2 separate regions of the Delphinus delphis genome follow, and region 1 is linked to region 2. A link is a contact called in public Hi-C data. All regions are on one chromosome and are shown on one strand. The core of a region is the stretch at or near the end of the contact, and the rest is flanking DNA. Distances in the headings are between cores, read along the strand shown.

What was found. Hi-C and Micro-C count contacts between places; a contact is called where the count stands out from the background.
Region 1: a contact with region 2 is called in a Hi-C map of muscle, with 5 times the contacts expected there. The contact joins the promoter of MARF1 here to the promoter of PDXDC1 in region 2. A contact is called at or near these places in 3 of 3 Hi-C or Micro-C datasets (lung and muscle).

Annotation. Positions count from the first base shown.
Region 1 is chr15:61,581,038-61,587,327 of mDelDel1.2, forward strand. It overlaps MARF1 (meiosis regulator and mRNA stability factor 1), which reads right to left and starts at 1,967. Exons shown (of 27, transcript XM_060031795.1): 1 at 1,877-1,967. It overlaps NDE1 (nudE neurodevelopment protein 1), which reads left to right and starts at 5,829. Exons shown (of 9, transcript XM_060031803.1): 1 at 5,829-5,901.
Region 2 is chr15:61,352,718-61,359,175 of mDelDel1.2, forward strand. PDXDC1 (pyridoxal dependent decarboxylase domain containing 1) reads right to left here and starts at 4,530. Exons shown (of 24, transcript XM_060031785.1): 1 at 4,373-4,530. The coding sequence starts at 4,393.

The DNA.
Region 1 (6,290 bases), core at 717-3,216, 230 kb after region 2:
ATAGTATATACTAAGGAAATATTTGTTGAATGAGAGAATGAATAAAGCAGCTATTTACCTACAAAAACTGGAGCTAATCTGGAGACAGAGATGGAGTTAACTGCCACAATGATAGTAAATTATGGTACTTGTTCTTCCTATTAAATACAGACCTCATATACCCTATCTTCTCTCTAGAGCCTAAGAATTTGTGATGTTCACGACATACACAACTTCAACATGCTCTCTCAAGCCCCTTCAAGGCCAATCCTGAAAGTGAGCTAAGGTGTCAAGTAAAATACAGTTTACAAAGCTTTTTTGTTTAACATTATTTATTTCCTCATTCAGCAAATATTTACTTAGTATCTACTATGTAGTAAGCCTGTGCTTGGCACAAGGGATACAATGAAGGAAACAACCAGACACTGCGATCCATTTATGTCATCTTTTTTCCCACAGTAAATCTGTGAGAAAGACAAGGGAGAAATTAGCCACATTTTTACAGAGGAGAAACAGAAGTTAAATGAAATTATGTAACTTGCCCAAGATCACACAATAGAAAGGGAAAAGAACCAGGCTTGTCCACCTCTTTCTATCACACCAAGGCACCTCTGGTATCGCTCAACACGAGCAATAGAAAGTATATACGTATTAGCTTGTTAGTGGCCTGCACCCGGAAATTTTCCTAAATATTCCTGGGAATGATGTGATGTAATTCAGGTAGTCAAAGCAAGTTCTGTTTGATTTGAGTGGAAGTCTCACTTCCGCCATTATCTCTCAGTCTTTGAGCAATTCAGATAGTGGTTGAGAGCCCAGACTGTGACATCAGACTGTCCTCCTATCAATCCCCAATTCTGCCGCTTCCTATCTGTGCAGCTTTGGACAACACGCAACCTCTCTGAACCTCAGATCCCATCTGTAAAATGGGCCTGATGATAATAGTAGCACCTTCATAGGTTGTTGTTTGTATTAAATGAGACAAAGTAGAAAATTTAGCAGTGGCCTTCTCTCAACACCCAATCTAGTCCTCAACACCCCACATCACCGCATCCCATTCCTGGGTATTTCTGTTGTTTTTCACAGTTCTTCTTCCTAAAATTATCTTAGTTGCTTGCTTTTTTATTATCTGTCTCCCCCACGTAAATATAAACTCCACGGTAGTACATATGGATCATGTTTTCTTATTCATTATTGTATCTCCTGCACCTAGCACAGTGTCTGGCACCCACCAACAACTGCTGAATGAATGCAAAGTTCAATAAATGCCTCAGAAGCCCATTTAGGTTTCAGTTTCCCTGTATGCAAAACAGAATATTTATGCTCAGAGATGTTAGAAAGTGCAAAAGATGTAACTTGAAAGCTCTAGGTAATAACAGAAAGGTGCCAGGGAAACTCTAAAAGGTGTATCACAGTGTCGCAGTACAATTATTGGGAGTGGTTCAAGTCCTAAGACGACTCAACGCTCAGTCAAGCCAGAGGCTACACCCTAGGGAGTGCTGATAGACCGAGGAGGGTGCAAAACGCTGGGGGGCGGGAGGGTTGCAAAAACACCAGCTGTTCTCTTCCTCTCTTAAACTTCCAACAAGAAGGGTTGCTCTCCACACCTGGAGGGCCCCAAAGGGAGAAAGGAGACAAGTGTGGGCAGGGAGCCAAACACCCCCAAAGGGCAGCAGAGGCGCTGCAATGACAGTCGTGAATTGACCCGAAAGGGAGACAACTCGAACCTGTAGCGGGGGCTTGCCCGGTGGGTCCCATTCCTTCCCCTCATACCAGCCAACCTCCCCCACCCCCGCCGGCAACAGGCAAAAGGAGGGGACGCTCTCCCCCTCTCCAGCCTGGTGGCCCCAGAGCACTGGACGCGTCGGGGACTACTTCCCAGCGCTGCCAGCAAACTCACCTCAGCCGCCGGCTCCACCTCCGCTCACATTCCGGCCCCACCGCCTTCCCCCCACCCCCCCCAGGCCCTTTGTTTTGATTCCCGACTCCGCAGCTCCCGCCGCCGCCGCCAAGCGCACCCTCCACTTCCGCTTCCGTACCGCACCGCCCCTGTCGCAAAACCGACGCCCTTCTCTCCTCCCTGCCTCCGCCCCTTCCTCCGCCCGTCCCCCGCCGCCGCGTCCTCCCCGCGCGGGGCGTGCTGGGAACCCCGGGGGGGGCGGGGCCTCGCGGCCCTGCAGCCTCGTCAGGCTCAGTCCCCTCCCGATAAACCCCTAAATAGGGACCTTCCCGGGGACCGACCCCGGCTTTTTTGGCGAAAACCCCCAGTTTAAGAAAGGCTTGCCGCTGGCTTATCGTTGTGGCGTGGGAAGGAACCTGAAAGCGGAGATTTAGGGTGCTTGTGAGGTGGAACCCGGGGAAAAAATCTGCCAACCGGGATTTGTCACCGTTCAGCTCTTTCGGGCTTTTGAGGGAAGGCGACTTAAAAGGGATTTTGATGAAAAACCTGATCGTTTTGGCTTTTTTTCTCTCTTACTCTTGTCACGTGATGACCCTACTTTTTTTTTTTTTTTTTAAATTAAATGACGCATATTTGCTACAGCATCCTTTATCTAGTGCAACCTAGCGGCGAGTGGAGAAAAAAATAACTGCCAACTGGGCTGCCCGCGAGGTCCTTCGGGCCGGCAGGGCGCCTCGAGAAGTTGTGATCCAGCTGGCAAAAAGAAAGCCTGTGCCAAGACTAGGCTGGATTTTGTCACCAGCAATTAAGAGGTCCTCGTGACTTAAGTAAGAAAACGTGATTTTTTTAAGTCCTGGTCCAAAGCTCGTTGCAAATGAATACAACTTTTCCAGTGCCCACTTAGGTGAGCAAAAAGGAGACTTTATAGTTGCAAAAGCCATGTGAAGCCAATAACAGCTTGTGTTGTTGGTGGCTAGATTTGCCATGTTTGGGGTTTTTTGGTTTTTTTTGGGTTTTGTTTTGGGTTTTTTTGCTTCAGATTCTTTACTTATATTTGAAATTTTTGAAAAATTGTTTTTAAGTAGGCACAACGGACATTTCTGAAACTACCAGCTGCTCACTATTTCCTGTTGCAAATTGGGAGAAAAACAAAGCATATATATTTTAAATCTAGACATAGTTTACGATGCAATAGCCGAATGCTACGTAAAAGATTATTTCTGAAGTTTGCTGAGAAACAGGTTAACTTTGCATAAGGATCAGCAAGTAAAAATTGCCGAAAGAGAACTTTTTTCCCCCTGAAGTCTGTACTGTGAGGCAACTTCATTAGGCAATCCACAGTAAGTGGGGGAGATTTCAGGGGAAGCTGATACATCCCTGTAGACGTCCTTGTAGACAGGTATTGTGGAGGGCAAGATCAAACACATAGCTGAAGAACCCTTCGTGCTTGTATTCCATTTCCAGAAGGCAGATGACAAGTCCACACATCATCTGCCTGCTTAGGTATTTATTACTGCTGAGTAAATCTTCATTGTGTCTGTGTGTGGTAGTATTCTCCAAGTGGGAATTAGAACAGATGAAAAACAACCCTGTTTCTAGCGTTTTGTTTTTTTCACAGTACCAAAAAATATGCTTCTCTTTAGAGATTTTTTTCTCTCCTTTTCATTCTAGTTGAGTATCTCTGAACACAGTACTAACTAAAAATATAAAAAGGAAACAAAATAATAGTGGATTTTAAAATTGCTTTTTATAATAAAGATAATATCTTTTATAATAAAGAGAAAATAAAATAAAATAAAGATCAGACACATTTTGTTTGACATTGCTTGGCATTCTTTCAAGTCCAGAGCTGTGCCTGGTGTCAATAAGTAAATGCAGTAAATAAAAATGTTATCAATCATACTAAATGGAAGGCTAATGAAAAGTTTAGTGTTTTGAAATAATAAATTATGATGGTAGAATTTAAGCAAGAGAAACCCAGCTTTCTGCTCATTAATATCTGAAAGCTACAAGGAAAACATTGAATAGAGAGAAAAAAGTTTTAATTAAAGTATACCAAAATTTCCCTTTCATTTTTTTAAGGTTTTATCCAATAACAAACCCATTTACCTAAACACCTGTTCCTGAAGAGGAGTTTAATGATAATCATTTCAATATCTTCTCCCTTTTATTTTTAATGGAAAAATGAAGGAAATTGAAAATCAACTGGTTTAAATGATTTAATGTCATGTAGTCAGTACTGATAGCTCATCAACTTGTGGTTCAGCTAATCTTTAAACTGGGGTGATTATTCTCTGCCCAGAAACCTCACAGAATGGTGAGGCTCTGGAAAGTGTCAAGGGGGTGCAAATGATTTATTAGCATTTGGGGCCAGGATGGAAGTTTCCTAAAAGACACTTTGATACTTAACCCCGTTGATGTAAGTGGTAGTTCCTTTTTGCATCTCTGAGCTTCTTTCAGGAAGTAGCAAGGAGTCGAAGTAGAATTAAAGGTCATTCTTAACCATGGCAGGGATGCAGGAGGGATTCTATGACTGGTTGGAGGCCTCAAAGCAGCTAAGATCTCTGCCTGTAGCATTGTGCTGAAGAACACCAGTGTAGGAGTCAAACAGACCCAGCTTTGAAGTCTGATTTGTTATTAATTGTGAAACCTTGGGCAATGCATTTAACTTCCTGCACCCTTTTCTCAGCTTTAAAATGAGGACCATAAAAGTGCTTTCCTGTGGTTCTCATCATCTGGGTCTCAGCTCCATTGTCACCTGGTAGAGTGGCTTTCCCTGACATTCTATCTGCAGGGACCCCTCCCCAGCCCCTTTCTATCATATGACCTTGCTTTAGTCATAGCACTTATTAGCATCTGACATTATTTCACTGTTTCTGTTTGCTGATTTAGTGTCCTTTCTTAGTACTATAAGCCCTTTGAGGACAGGTGTCTTGTTTGACATTTATTTTGATATAAGTGAGTGCTCAATAAATATTCGTTGGTGAACATCAAGAAGTTAGCATTATGCCTGACCTAGATAACCAATTGAAAAATCATGATCAGTACATAGATTGTACTTAACTATGTGCTTAGGCACTGTCCTAAACGTTTTGCAAATGCCAAGTTGACTCATTTCGTCTCTGCATAACCCCATTTTATAGATGAGGAAAGTAAGTCACAGAGAGAATAACTTGCCCAAGATCACACAGCTACTAAGGGACAGAGCAAGGATTCAAAGCCAGGCTCGAAAACAATCTCCTGTAAAGGAGTTTTGCTGCCTTTGAAGAAGATAATGATGTGAAAATTGTTATATTGGTTGTGGGACTTCCCTGGCAGTCCAGTGGTTAAGACTTTGCCTTCCAATGCAGGGGGCGTGTGGGTTCCGGGTTGGGGTTCCATCCCTGGTGGGGCAGCTAAGATTCCCACATGCCTCCCAGCCAAAAAACCGAACATAACATAGAAGCAATATTATAACAAATTCAATAAAGATGTTAAAAATGGTCCACATCAAAAGGTCTTAAAAAAAAAGAAAATTTTATATTGGTTGTAAAGTTGTGGGGAGGACCTGGGGCATTGCTTATCCTCAACTGGACCTAGATCTTTGTCCTATCTGCTTTGGGGAAAAGCCAAGAACAGGAAAATGCAACCGGTGTCAAGGGGAGGGAGTCATATTTTCTTGAAGTGCGTGGCCCGCAAATCCCAGCCCGTCCCCCCGGTGTCCAGGGAGCACCCTTTAGCCTCCAAGGCGGGCCAGAACCCTGCCCAGCAGCGGGAGCCTCCCAGGGCCCCTCCCGCCAGCCCGCCCAGGGCCGCCGCGTGGCCATGCCGCGCCCGGGCCCTGGGAAAAAAGTTTCCAAAAGGCGCTGCTCGGCGCTGATTGGCCGAGGCAGACGCGGTCCCGTAGCGCGGCAGCCAATGGGCGGCGCCGGCCGCGGGCGCGGGCGCGGGGGCGGGCGCGGGGGCGGGGGCTGGAGGCCCGGGGCGCACCGCCCCCAGCCGCTGCCGCAGCCGTCGCCGTCGCGGTTCCTCACAGCCGGAGCCGGGTAAGTGCGGAGCTGCGGCCCCCGGGGTGGGGACTTCCTGGGGACTGCCAGCGCCACCGCCACCGCCACGGCCGCCGGGAAACTCTTCTGCCCGCCCCGGCGCCCGCCACGCTCTCGGGACCCCGGGCCGCCGCCGTGCAGGGGCCCTGGCGCGCCCCTCACTTGCGCGTCGCTTCCCGGGTGCTGGGCTCGAAAATTGCGCTTCCCTGGAGCCTGCCTTCTTAACTTTGTGCCTTCACACCCTCGAGTCCCTCGCGCCTGGTTCCTCACCCTTGCCAGCTTGCTTTCTCTTTCTGCGCTCGCCTCTCTCCGACCCCGCTGCCCTCCCCCTCCGTCCTAGACTTCCTCGGTCCTTCTGCTCTCCACGTCCCGGGTCCCCGCAGCCCGGC
Region 2 (6,458 bases), core at 3,280-5,779:
GCAAAATCCTCAATCATGATGATATAGAGATCAGCTTTAAATGAACGGTAACATTATAGGCTATCATATCCTCACAGAAGTCCTTCTATTCTAGGTAAGAGAGGGATCTACAAAGGCTTATCACAGAAACTGGTCATTTCAAGCTTGGCTAATAGGGGTTCTTTACATGAGCTTTTTAGGTAAAGAGCAGGAATAGAAATTCTGGTAGTCCTTATCAGTAATGATCAGCAATGTTCCATCCACGCAGCTCCTATTGCCCCTTATAAACAGTAAGGTGGTAACAGAATTTTCCAAGATCAGGTCCAAGGTGGTAGGGGGGAACTTAGCTCAGGATGAGTACAACAGTAAAAAATGGGTTTGGTTGTAATTATTTAGGTCAGAAACAGGGTCGAGGTTGCCTCTTTTAGAGACAAGAATTAGATATACGGTACAGTAAATAAATTGGCCCTGCTCTATAGCACTACCCAATAGAACTTTCTGTGGTGAACATTTCTATTATCTGTGCTGCCCCAGTACTGCAGCCACAAACCACATTGTGACTGTTGAACACTTGAAATGTGGGTAATGTGACTGAGGAACTAAATATTAAATTTATTTAATTTTAATTAATTACATTTAAATTTAAATAGCCAAATGTGGCTGGTGGGGTTTCCATGGTGGCGCAGTGGTTTAGAATCTGCCTGCCAATGCAGGGGACACGGGTTCGAGCCCTGGTCCAGGAAGATGTCACATGCCACAAAGCAACTAAGCCCGTGCGCCACAACTACTAAGCCCACGCACCACAACTACTGAAGCCTGTGCACCTAGAGCCTGTGCCCTGCAACAAGAGAAGCCACTGCAGTGAGAAGCCCGCGCACCGCAACGAAGAGTAGCCCCACTGGCCGCAACTAGAGAAAGATTGCACGCAGCAACAAAGACCCAACGCCGCCAAAAATAATAAATTAAATAAATTAAAAAAAAATGTGGCTGGTGGACAGTGCAGCTCTAGATTCTCTAAGTCAGTGGTTCTCAACCAGAGGGGATCCTTTCACCCCCAGGGGACAACTGCCTCAACTGGAGATGTTTTTGGTTGTCACACTGTGGGGAGGGGATGCTACTGGCATCTAGTGGGTGGAGGCCAGGGATGCTGCTAAACATGCTACAGTACACAGGACAGCCTCCTACAATAGAGAATTATCCAGCCCAATGTCAGTGGTGCCAAGGCTGAGACATCTGCTCTAAGTTTACTCAAGGTTGGAATTAAAAGTGCAAAACAGGGCTTCCCTGGTGGCGCAGTGGTTGAGAGTCTGCCTACCGATGCAGGGGACACGGGTTCGTGCCCCGGTCCGGGAGGATCCCACATGCCGCGGAGCTGCTAGGCCCGTGAGCCATGGCCGCTGAGCCTGCGCGTCCGGAGCCTGTGCTCCGCAACGGGAGAGGCCACAGCAGTGAGAGGCCCGCGTACCGAAAAAAAAAAAAAAAGTTTAAAACAAACTGCTATACACCTTGTCTAAACATAATACTCAGGAAGAATGAGATTTTTCCAAGCAGCAAGAAAAGATCTGGGCTGTTCTACAAGTTTAAAGTAGCAGGTTTTTACTAACAGGTGTTATGTAGGTGTGTTGAGTACCTTATTAAAATCTTCAGCATCAGCGTTATTACTTCCTGTGGCATTTTTAAACTTGGATATTAACATAAGTAAACACTGTGAGATTTGTTCCTTATGAGTTGGACGTACAGTATTGGGGGGGCTGAGGCGCCAACTCTTCTAGTTTGAATTCCTTGTCCCTATAATTAACCTATCTATAGTTTCTCTGGATGTCACTAATTTTGAATACAAAAAGAAAACATATATTGTGAAAGAAAAGCAAATCAAGGCAAGAAAATGGCTCTGTCATCGCAGGTCTGCATGTCTACATATTACTTAAAGAAAAAGCAAGGGTACAAAATTATATTTGGACCAAAGGAAATGTACTGAGTGATTCTATTAAACAATGATAGCACACTACATTATAGAGTGAGAGAGATTACTTGAAATTTTAGAGGATGGGTATCAAATAACATTGTGGTTTCTGTAGCCAGTCTAAATTATGCAAGGATTAGTTTAAATGGCATCATTCAGAACTGCTCAAATAGTTCTTAAATTTATACTAGCAATGTAGAATTTAACCCAGCAGTCTATTCCTCAAAGAAACCAGAATAATGGACACAATTCAATGTTTTACTTTGATTCAAACTGTTTTTCACAACACAAAATTTTCAACATTCATATTACAGCAATGCTTTTTCTTTTCTGCCCACTTAGCACCAAGAGAAATTGTTCAGTACAAGTAAAGCCCTGTCTTGCTTCAGGGAATATAAAAATAAGACACAGTACTAGTTCTGAAAAACTTACATTCAGAATTTACACACTGGCCTAAGGCAGAGACTTCCAGCCCACACATTCTGAATTCCTGAAAGATCCCTGCAATTTTTGTGAATGTGCCAGGCTTAAGCATGCTGGAGTTTCAGTACCTCTTCAGATCTTCATTTGAAGAGTTTAAGATCTTTTATCATCAATTAACATTTAGGGAGCAACCACTGTAATCTAGTAATCAAATACCAGAAAAATAATATTTGAAGCAGGATTCCAACCCATTCTGTTTTGCAGACCTGCCTATAACGAACTATTCTTGGAGGAAAGAACACTCCAGTTCTTTAGATTTCTAACTGAAATGCCACAAAGCCCCTCCCATCTTCTTTATGAAATTGGAAAGGAAACAACACTGAAGGGACATTTTTAGCATCATTTTGTATTCAACCACAGGCGTTTGTATTCAACTACTGGTCCACACACGGTGTAGACCGGGGCTCTCAGCCTCAGCACTACTGATAATTCTCTGGTACAGGGTCTGTCTTGTGCAATGTCGGATGTTAGCAGCATCCCTGGCCTCTACCCACTAGGTACCAGCAGCCCCTTCCTAATGCCTGATTGTGACAATCAAAAGTGTATCCAAACGTTGGCCAAATATCCCCTGGGGAACAAAACAGCCTGGTGGTTGAGAATCACTGATTTAGACTGAAACTCAAAGTACCACAAGGTAGACACTGTGCTCATCAAAAGCCTGGGAAGACTTTATTCCTAGACAGAAAAACATGTAACATTCACCACAGAGGCGGTGTAAGAAAAACATATTATCTTTGTCCTTTCTTGATTCCTTCCACCCAATATATGAGAAACAACGGAGGCGTAGGCTATACCACTGTGTGCACATGAAGACATCTGGCTCAACTTGTACAATTACTCCCTTTAACTCTCCAGTGACAAGTGAACAAATCCACAGCAGCTGCTGCATTGAAAAAATGACAAAATATGTTACTTCTGCCAGTTCAAAATTAAAATAAAGCAGTCTTGAAACACTAGCATTGCTCCTGAATTCCACATATATGAAAAACCGGGTCTGGACAAGCGGACTCCCAAGCTTGTAAAGAAAGAAGGACTTTGAGGGAGGGCAGAAAGTCAGGGTCTGAAAGTAGGTATCCGTGAAGAAATCCAAGCACTGGTTCTCATTTACTAGCTCTAAATCCGGGACAATTAGAATCCATTTCACATGCCAGAGCGGTCAGCCAGGTACATCACGCTGCTGTTTCCCCAAGAGGAAATCAGAGTAAAACCCCGCTACCAGCGGATTTCCGACTGACCTCAGGGTCCCCCCTCGCCACGGAAAGGGGGAGCCAGAAAGTTGTGGAGCAGCAGCATTCCCAAAGACGAAATTCACAATCTACAGAAGCCCCGCCCCTTTCTGGACCTCAGGGGTCTTTCAAACTACTGCATCAGAATCACGTGAGGACCTCGTTAAACCCACAGATCCCGGTCCCGTCCCCCAAGGTTCCGACCCGAGGGCTGAAAATCTGGATTTTTACCAAGGGCCCCAGGTGATTCCTAGGCTCGCTGAAGATGGCAAATTACTGCTTGCACATCTCCCTTCCTAACTTGGAGCCCACAGACAACCTACAGGTTTCCAATTGGCTCCGAAACAACTGGGGCTTCATTCCAGGAGCTTCTGCGGCAGCAAGTTGTTAGCTCTGTCATCCGAGAGGGTGAGCCGAGCTCTCGCAGGCCCCAAGGTCGGCCCCGCGGCCCCCGACTGGGCTCCGGGTCGTTCGCGGCCCCGGGCAGAACCCGGCCCAGCCTCTCCTGGCCCACGGGGACCCCAGAGACCCCCGGCCCCGTGACGTGACCAGGCCCCAGCCTCGAGCGACGGGCCGGACGCCCTCGCGACCAGGCCTCCTCAGGCGGGCCCGTTAGCCCCCGGCCCCCTCCCCGGTCACAACGGCAGCTCGCGACCGGGAAACAGGCGCCCCGCAGGCGGGGGCCTCGGGCCGCCGCTCCGTATCCACCCCCGGTACGGACCTTCTCCAGGGGCGCGTCCATGGCTAAGGCGGCCGGTTGAGCCCGATGGAGGCCCGGCGATCCCGGGCACTACTTCCGCCTCCCGAGCTCCGCCGCCGTTTCCACGCTGGCAGCGCTGACGTCCCGCTCGCCCGCGGCCGGCGGGGCGGAGAAGAGAAGGAACTTCCTGGCTGCGCAGCGGGGAGTGGAAAGCGGGGCTCGGGAAGGCGGGGGAGGCGGGGCCCACGGGGAGGCGGGGCCCATGGGGTGGGCGGGGCCGTGGGTGGGCGGGGCCCTCCAGGCTTCCGTACAAGGCCGTCACGCCGGCCAGCCCAAATGTTTCCAGATGAGAGGGGGAGAATGGATGGTGGAGCCGTTCCAAACTCTCTTCAGAAGCCTGTCCTGGTGTCAGAGTAGAAGTATAATAATTACAAGGGGTCACTCATGTAGCAAAATGCTGGAAATACTGGTAACGCACCTCTACTTCCGGGCCTAGTGTTCCAAGTTCTCCCCGCTATCGCCATTCCTCAGGAATGGAACAGGCCATTCACCACGGAGAGGCGGGGCGACCGAGCGCCCCCGCGCACGCGCAGCTTTGGTGGTTTCCTAGGTGCTCAGGGCTTCGCGGGTTTCAGCTATTGGACTCCTGACCAGTGACCGCTACTCTGAAAAGGCGCTGATCAGAGCTGAGGTATTTGTCTCAGACCTTACCGCAGAATTCTAGACGGAAACGACTTTGAGACAACTGGCTCAGCCACTTTCTTCGTGTCAGGCCACAATTATGACTTGTTAGGTAATAATGATAATAATAGATCAGTTGCTGCTATTCCATTTTATGGTACAACAGCCTTGTGATGTAGAGATCATTATTATCTCCATTTCACAGTGCCAATCTAGGTTGGATCCAAGCACCCTGACCCCAGCGTCTGTACATTACACATACTGCCTCTATAACCGCTTCCACCCCTCCTGTATAATCATAAGGTGTTTCCAGGGAATAAGAGAAGACATAAATTTCCTTATTCTTCCCTCTAAATGAGGAAAACTGAAATGAACTAGTCTATCACGGTTACAGTCCGTAAAACAATTCACCACTAGTACACCGATGACGTTACAACCGCAAAACCATACCTCTTCTCTCCTGTTCTGGGCGCCTCTCTTCCGAAATCTGTGTAAATGACTGGGTTGCATTTTCAGTGTAGTAATTATATTTTTTGAGCTCTCTAAATTGTGTTAGATAAATTGCCCAGTTATGTTAATAAAATTATTTTCTACCAAAAGAAGCTTTGTGTACAGTGGGAACTATTCAGATTCTCCACAGAGCTCTGCAAACAGAAAAGGATGATAGATTTATGTCTTCCAAGATCTAAAAGTGGAATGTACCTCTTCGAGCTAAACAAGTCACCTTTTCCAACGTGTTGTTATCAAGCATTTAGAAAAGTTGTTATACCATGAACACCCATATGCCTATCCTACAATGAACATCTATCTGTATTTGCTTTACAAATATGATATTTACATAAGTATCCATCTATCTATCCATCAATACGTCTTATGTTTTGATACATTCCAAAATTGCAGACATCAATACGTTTCACCCCTTAACACCTCAGCCTGGGTATCATTAAAAACTCCTAATTTTTAAAACCACCTCCAAGTATCTGGATTATATTAAAAAGTAGATTCTACAAAACAAATACTAGAGAGATGAAACTTACATTTTCTATTTTAAAAGTAGACTTTAAAAGCCAACATGAAGAAAGTGGGAATAATTGGTTCATTCAATATTTATCCAAATGTTTATCGACTGCCATCTTGGACAGTTAGGGGCTAGAAATACAAGATCCTGCCCTTAAGAAAATGCTGTTTAGGGCAGAGGTTTTTACTTTGGACCCAGGGGGAGGTCTGTGAAACTCCTGAAACTATGCTCTAAATTTTGCATGAGTGCATTTTTCTGGGGAGCATTGCATAGCTTTCAAGATCAAGTTGGACACACACACACACACTCACACACACACACACACACACACACACTCCTGTCAAAAGAAATTAAAACCACTTGGCTTGTAGACAGACAGATATGTAAGCTGATAAATTATAATGCGGC